Linked DNA regions of Mus musculus: region 2 is linked to region 1. Evidence: chromatin contacts called from public Hi-C data. All regions are on one chromosome and are shown on one strand. The core of a region is the stretch at or near the end of the contact, and the rest is flanking DNA. Distances in the headings are between cores, read along the strand shown.

The links. Hi-C and Micro-C count contacts between places; a contact is called where the count stands out from the background.
Region 2: a contact with region 1 is called in a Hi-C map of bone marrow-derived macrophages, with 39 read pairs. The contact joins two enhancer-like sites. A contact is called at or near these places in 4 of 484 Hi-C or Micro-C datasets (bone marrow-derived macrophages, brain and cortical glia) and 1 of 9 other capture datasets (adipose tissue).

What each region holds. Positions count from the first base shown.
Region 1 is chr2:135,736,184-135,739,462 of GRCm38.p6, reverse strand. All of the region lies in intron 1 of Plcb4 (phospholipase C, beta 4), which reads right to left. Among named protein-coding and RNA genes, the nearest start is that of Gm14210, 75 kb to the left of the region's middle. Within about 2 kb of position 1,757, at least 67 of the 459 cell types and tissues checked have an H3K27ac peak or open chromatin away from gene starts, as enhancers often do. A contact at or near this core is called in bone marrow-derived macrophages, where this site is marked.
Region 2 is chr2:135,823,462-135,826,740 of GRCm38.p6, reverse strand. The region is part of intron 3 of Plcb4 (phospholipase C, beta 4); the gene reads right to left. Among named protein-coding and RNA genes, the nearest start is that of Gm14210, 12 kb to the right of the region's middle. Within about 2 kb of position 1,745, at least 22 of the 459 cell types and tissues checked have an H3K27ac peak or open chromatin away from gene starts, as enhancers often do. A contact at or near this core is called in bone marrow-derived macrophages, where this site is marked.

The DNA.
Region 1 (3,279 bases), core at 508-3,007:
TGGGGCAAGGTGTCACTGACCACCTCCAATGGCAAAAGCCACCCAAGAAACTAAGTATTTATGTTCCCTAAAAGGGAGGGCTCCTAAGTTGTCAAGGTAGGAAGTAGACCTCTATTAATTCTTTGTTTTTCAAGGCACCTGCCTGCTATTTTTAATTGATATAGATAATAAACACTTGTGCCTAACCCAGAAGAGGGCCATCCTGTTCTGTTGTTCTCTAGAATCTGGGGCAGAAGACAAGAAGACTCTACAGCTCCTCTCAGGAAGTGAGATTTGCACTAAGAGTAAAGACATCAGTTAGAAGTTGTCAGGCAGACAGAAGCAGGAAATGAAGAGAACCTTTTCTTCGAGGGCAGGGAAGGACAGTGGACAAAAGAAGAGATTGGAATTGTGCTTTAAGCCTATCATCCCAGCACAGGGCAGGCTGAGGCAGGAGGATGCCAAGTTCAAAGCCAGTCTTGAATAATTAGAAGATATTGTCCAAAAAAAAAAAAAAAAAAAAAAAAAGAAAAGAAAGGAAAAAGAAAAAGAAAAGAAACAAAATAAAATAAAGAAACTTAAAATAATAACTAACAACAACAACAATAATGACAGTAACAACATTAACAACAACAATAATAATAATAATAACAACAACATGATCATGAAAAGCAAGAAAGAGAATGGCCGCAGGAAAGTTAGAAGAAAGAAGAGTGAGGTGGGGCTTTCTGGCCTCGTAAAGGAATGTGGAGTTGGATAGGCAGACAGTGTGAGTTCCTCCACAGAATCCTCAGCGTGCAAATTATCTCCACTCATCTGCCAACACTGATCATCGTTCTTCTGAAACAACATGCCTACCATAAGCGTCTCAAAATAAAACAAGAGCCCTCAGTAGCACACACCTGCCCCTCTGAACCACAGATGACTGCTGGGCAGACAGAAACAAACACTAGTGTCTCTTGGGAGCATTTGAACTAAGACACAGTAGCCACTGACAATTGGTGATTAACACTTAACTAAAAGTTTCCAGAGTGGGTAATAGAGGATATTAAGAGACATGGCAGACTTGGTTGAAAAAAAAATGTAGTACAAATTATATGGCCCTCATCCTGTTAAGATATCAATCAAGTCTATTTTCCCTCTTCTCAAACCTGGCTCTCTGGTTGGGGTGACCTTCAGAATGCAAGGATATCCGATTTCTTCTTGGTTTTCCTTTGTGCATGCCTACTTATCCATGACCCATAGCGAATAACAACAACCCACCCCACTCTTGTGGCCCTAGCATTCATACACCCTCTAAAAAGACCCCAGAATTCCAAACATCCTCACACAGGCTCAGAAACTATCTGCAGCTGGAAAAATCACCCCTGCCAGAGCACGAGGCAAACCTAGCTGCTGTGGACAATCTGAAGCAGCCCCATATCCCACAGTTGGGATTAAAGTGAAAATATATTCTTATACCGTTTCTGTGGTTTTAAAAGAAACTAAAATTCAAAAATTCTCACTACACTTAATTCTGCCAGGAAACGGCAAAGAGGTTGATGAGTGACCAGAAATCCACAAGTTCGGTTTGAAGAACAACAGAGAGGATGGACTTGTCATCCAGCTGCTCCTCTCTTAAGTGGCTTCTGCTTTTGCGCTTGACAAGGGTCCTCCTGAGCATCTCGTGCTTTTCAGTGATCCGACCACTCCACGTGGAGGGAGCAGCCCAGACAAGACCGGAGACGTTCTAGCTGAGCTCATCCCTGAAGCCAACTGCTCATGTTCAATGAGTCATCTCAAACACTCCAACCACAAAAAGAGCAACTGCTCCAGTCTCTCCCGGAGCCGTGTTGCCTGGCTGAGACCAGTCAACCCACAGACACATGAAATGCTGGCTGTTGTTTCCAGCCAGTAAGTTTTGGTGTGGTCAGGTACAAAGCAAGAGAAGGTGACAGCAGGGAAAGCCCAGAGCAAAGACTGAGAAAAGGAAGGACGGAGACACAGACGAGTCCCTGCAGGGCACAGAGCCTGAGTGCAATTCTAGAACTTGGCACTTAAGATCCAGGAGATCTGATCAAGTTATGGGGCAAATCAGGGTCCTTAGGATCATTAATAAAATAAGAATGGACCATCATACTAGAGTTAAACCTCGGGGCAGCAAAGCTCAGGAGGTGCCTGGAAGGGAAAAATGGAGAAGAAAAAGAGAGAAGGAGGCCATGCTGTCTGAGCTATGCCAGTGTGAAGGTCAAACACATGGCAGATAAGCTACGAGCAGGCATAGGGGACTCAGAAACGGAGAACAGATGGATACTCAAGGTACCAGTGAAAGTATATTCAGTCCATCAGAAAGAAGAAGAGAAGAACGAGAAAAACCTGGTGTTCTTCCTAAGGCCCCCAGATTGATTTAAGCACCCAGATCAGCTGGTACAATAGCTGCTGTTCTAGAGGATCCAACATCGTTATCTTGCCCTCATGGATGTATGCACTTACAGAAACACACACACACATTCACGAACACAGGCATGCAAGGCATGCATACACACGCATTCAGACAGATACACATGAATATATACATTAAATAAAATAAAAACAAATGTTACACGTAATGATGACACTATATTTGGAGCATCACTATAAGATGACACAATATGTTTCCCACTAAATATCCAATGATTTTTTAAAACACTGTCTTCAGTTTGCTTACATATCTCTAATATTTTTAGAGTATGTACAATCCATATTATTCTAAATGATGGTAAGTGTTAAGGGTTAAATTACTATTTTATCTTTGGCCTCAAGTCCAGGCATTCCTCCAAAGGCTATGGGCTAAATCATGTGTTTGACTCCATCTCAAAACCACCAGGCAATCCAACAGCCCCCATCCTCTCCTTCATCCTCCTGCCCTCTCTGTTGTCCTTCAAACCGAACTTGTGGATTTCTGGTCACTCATCAACCTCTTTGCCGTTTCCTGGCAGAATTAAGTGTAGTAAGAATTTTTGAATTTTAGTTTCTTTTAAAACCACAGAAACGGTATAAGAATATATTTTCACTTTAATCCCAACTGTGGGATATGGGGCTGCTTCAGATTGTCCACAGCAGCTAGGTTTGCCTCGTGCTCTGGCAGGGGTGATTTTTCCAGCTGCAGATAGTTTCTGTGCCTGTGTGAGGATGTTTGGAATTCTGGGGTCTTTTTAGAGGGTGTATGAATGCTAGGGCCACAAGAGTGGGGTGGGTTGTTGTTATTCGCTATGGGTCATGGATAAGTAGGCATGCACAAAGGAAAACCAAGAAGAAATCGGATATCTAAATGGTGAAAGT
Region 2 (3,279 bases), core at 496-2,995, 87 kb before region 1:
ATGCATGGCCAATTTTGTTTCTCATTTTGCTTTTGCTTCAGTGGGTTTCAAGTATTAAAGGTTTTGAATTATATGTGTGCTGCTACTGTTTGCAAAGAGAAAAATAAAAACATGATTGACAGACCGACATGCCGACTCCAGCTTCCCTGACAGCAGGAAATGCAGAGGGGATATGCATGAGGGCAAGATGAGCAGACAGAGGGGAGGGTGTCTGCTTTCACTGCAGCCAAAAATCATTGCTGGTATCAAGAAAGGCAGACAAGTGTCATTCAAGGAAACACCACCCTTGTAGTGAAATAATAAGCCTAAAACCAGGAGAAATTTCTTAATTTTTCATTTAATTACTATTTTGCTTATGTCTCACAGAAAACTGCCTGTGTCTGAGTATTTCTGAATATTTCTTTTATGGGTTATTCTCTTTCCTTCCATAAGCAGATGAGAAGGGAAATAGAGGATGCCTTCTGGCTGTTCCAGCAGATTTCTGTGAATTCAACAACACTTGGCCACCAAAAGGACACGCAGTAACAAAAATGACGTGTACCGGTCCATCAGAGCAGACAATAAAGGAAGAAGATGATGGCCAGGCAGGCTTGTTGGGTAGAATTCATATTTTTTTGGTTACCCTGACTCTCTTAGCATTCTGTGAGGACCTCAACAAAACAAAAATATAATTAATTAGTCAGAGAAGTGATCAGCCATGCAAAAGAAGAGAAAGTGTCAACAGCAGACAAGAATAGAAGTCAGAGACAGAAAATCAGGGGTGATACATGCTACAGAGCAGTATCACAAAGCAAGAAACACAGTAGACCAGAAACTGGCTGCAGTAGGTGGCCCTGGCTGCAGCTGGCAATATAACAAGAAAGAGCTTAGAGACTACTCCATTATGCTTATTGGACAGCAAATGTGTAAACGCTGGGGTAATACAGCCATGCACACTGGGCATGCCAGGGCTCAAGTCCTTGACTGTTCAGACACCACGCAGAATAGAAGGGCCAGCCAGATAGAAAAGAAGCAGAGAAACATAGTATTCTTAAGGGTATATTGTGGGCTTTACAGAACAATATTCTGCCAAGTCACTGAGCACACAACTGCAAAGCATATCTTTGGGGACACTTCCTGACAAGTTTGTTCCAAGAGCACAGTCATAGTCAGTCCTCTGAACCATATCCCCAAGAAGCCGAGCACACAGGCATTGTTGAGCTCCCTGGTTTCTTATCATTAAAATCACACACCTTTTCTTTAAATGCAGGGTCTCACTGTGTAGCTCTGGCTTGTCTGGAACTCACTATGTAGGGTTAAATATTCATGAAATATCCATTTGCTAAATAGCTCCACCATCCACCTGGTCAATATTAGAAGGCAGACGCAACCCAAATTATAGCAATGACTGCCAGAAGATTTCCAAACAGAAATGTTTACAGAGGCCATTTACCTACAAGGATTAGCACGGTGGGGGGGTGGGGGGGAGACAGGGGGACAGGAATCAGTGCATTTTATTATGTCATCTTTGCTGTTTTCTTTTTAAAGCCGTGTGCACATAAAACTCTTATTTAGGAAATACAAATGTTTCCCTATCAAAGGTTTTTTTTCAATGTAGGTGAAGAACTTGGCTCTCTGGAGGCACAACAGGACACATTGTAAGATGACTCATCAACTCCTTTAAATATGATCTGCCTTTGAGTGGCACCATTTATAGCATGGAAAATGGACTAAAAGGTTCAGTGATGAGGAACTACTAACAACTTCCTCTTTCCTTTTATGCCCTGGAAAATCACAGTGACAGGGAATGTGCTATGAAAACCAGTCAAGACAGCAGCTATCCACTGCTTGGTGACACCACCATCTGTGGAAAGGACTGGTGTGGCAAGGTCCCACTGCTTTAGAAATCAAAGGACATGCTATTCCCCAGGCTCCTGCTTGGCAATGCACCTGTACGCTAAGAGGTGTACACACAGAGAAATGACTCTACCCAAGCCCAGCAGCCTTCATCAACCAACACAGAGGCTAAGGTCGGGTGCAAAACAGACTATTACATAGGGAAACCATCCTGTGCTCTGAGCTGATTGCCTACACTGAAGGTGACAGCAAACTGTCCCACAGTTGGATGTTAAAGCAGAGTATGCCACTGTCATACCCACAGACGACTTCTTGTACCTTAGACCCTTCTACCATTTACATTTCACTCACCCCAGCACTTCCTTGCATACCCAGATTCTCTAAACCTTGGCTTGAGGTACATTTGGCATCCCCACTGTGTCCAAGGCCACCATTCTCTGTAGGACAAACTAGTCTCCCAATAAACATTGTTGAAATTATTCACAAAACTTGGCTCCCATGCTACTGAGCTCCTAATGAAAAACCTGCTCATCCCTGCCTACCACAGCAGATCAATAAGTATTCTCCATGGATAGCTAAAGCATCTACCACTTATCATTAAAACAAAGCTAAGCATGATGACTCTTAACTAGAAATCTAGCACTTTGGAGGTTGAGGCAGGGGGATCGCCACAAGTTAGAAGCTGGCCTAAACTAATGGAGTCCGACCCAATTTCAAAACTTCAAAACATAAAGACACAGACACAGACACAGACACAGACACAGACAGACACACACACACACACACACACACACACACACACACACACACACAGAGACACACACACACACACACACACACACATTTTTTTACCTTCAGACTTTACAGACTTTAGGACTACTTCTCTCGGCTTTCAATTATGTATTTGCATTACATAATTTTAAGTGTGGTGTAGAAGTTACAGGATGACATATTCTGACTCAGATGTATGTTTATAGATGACAATAGCTGGCAGAATATTTTATAAAACTTATGAATTAAACAGATTCACACCAGCTGTGGTTAACCACATGAGACCTGCACAAGATGAAAGCAGTCAGTATTCTAGCCTGGAATGGAAACAGCTAGTGACTTCCTACCCCTAATTAAGAAGTTGTGGATATCTGTTGACTCTTGGAGAAGAGAAAGCCAGTCTTGTTCAAGGGTGAAGCTATGGCCATGTCAACCATGCTATAGAGATGGCCTCAGACTATGAGTCAGGACAGTATAAATTAGAGTTGATGGGTTGTTAAATTAAAAAGAAAGAAAAGAGGATATGAGTTTGGGGGATAAGAAGGTAGACTGGGAGGAGTTAGGTTTAGACATTGTGATAGATATGATCAAAATATACTATATGAAATTCTCAAAGAATACAAATAGTTATTTAAAAGTATGGGTCCAATAAGCATTTGATGGGTAAACAGA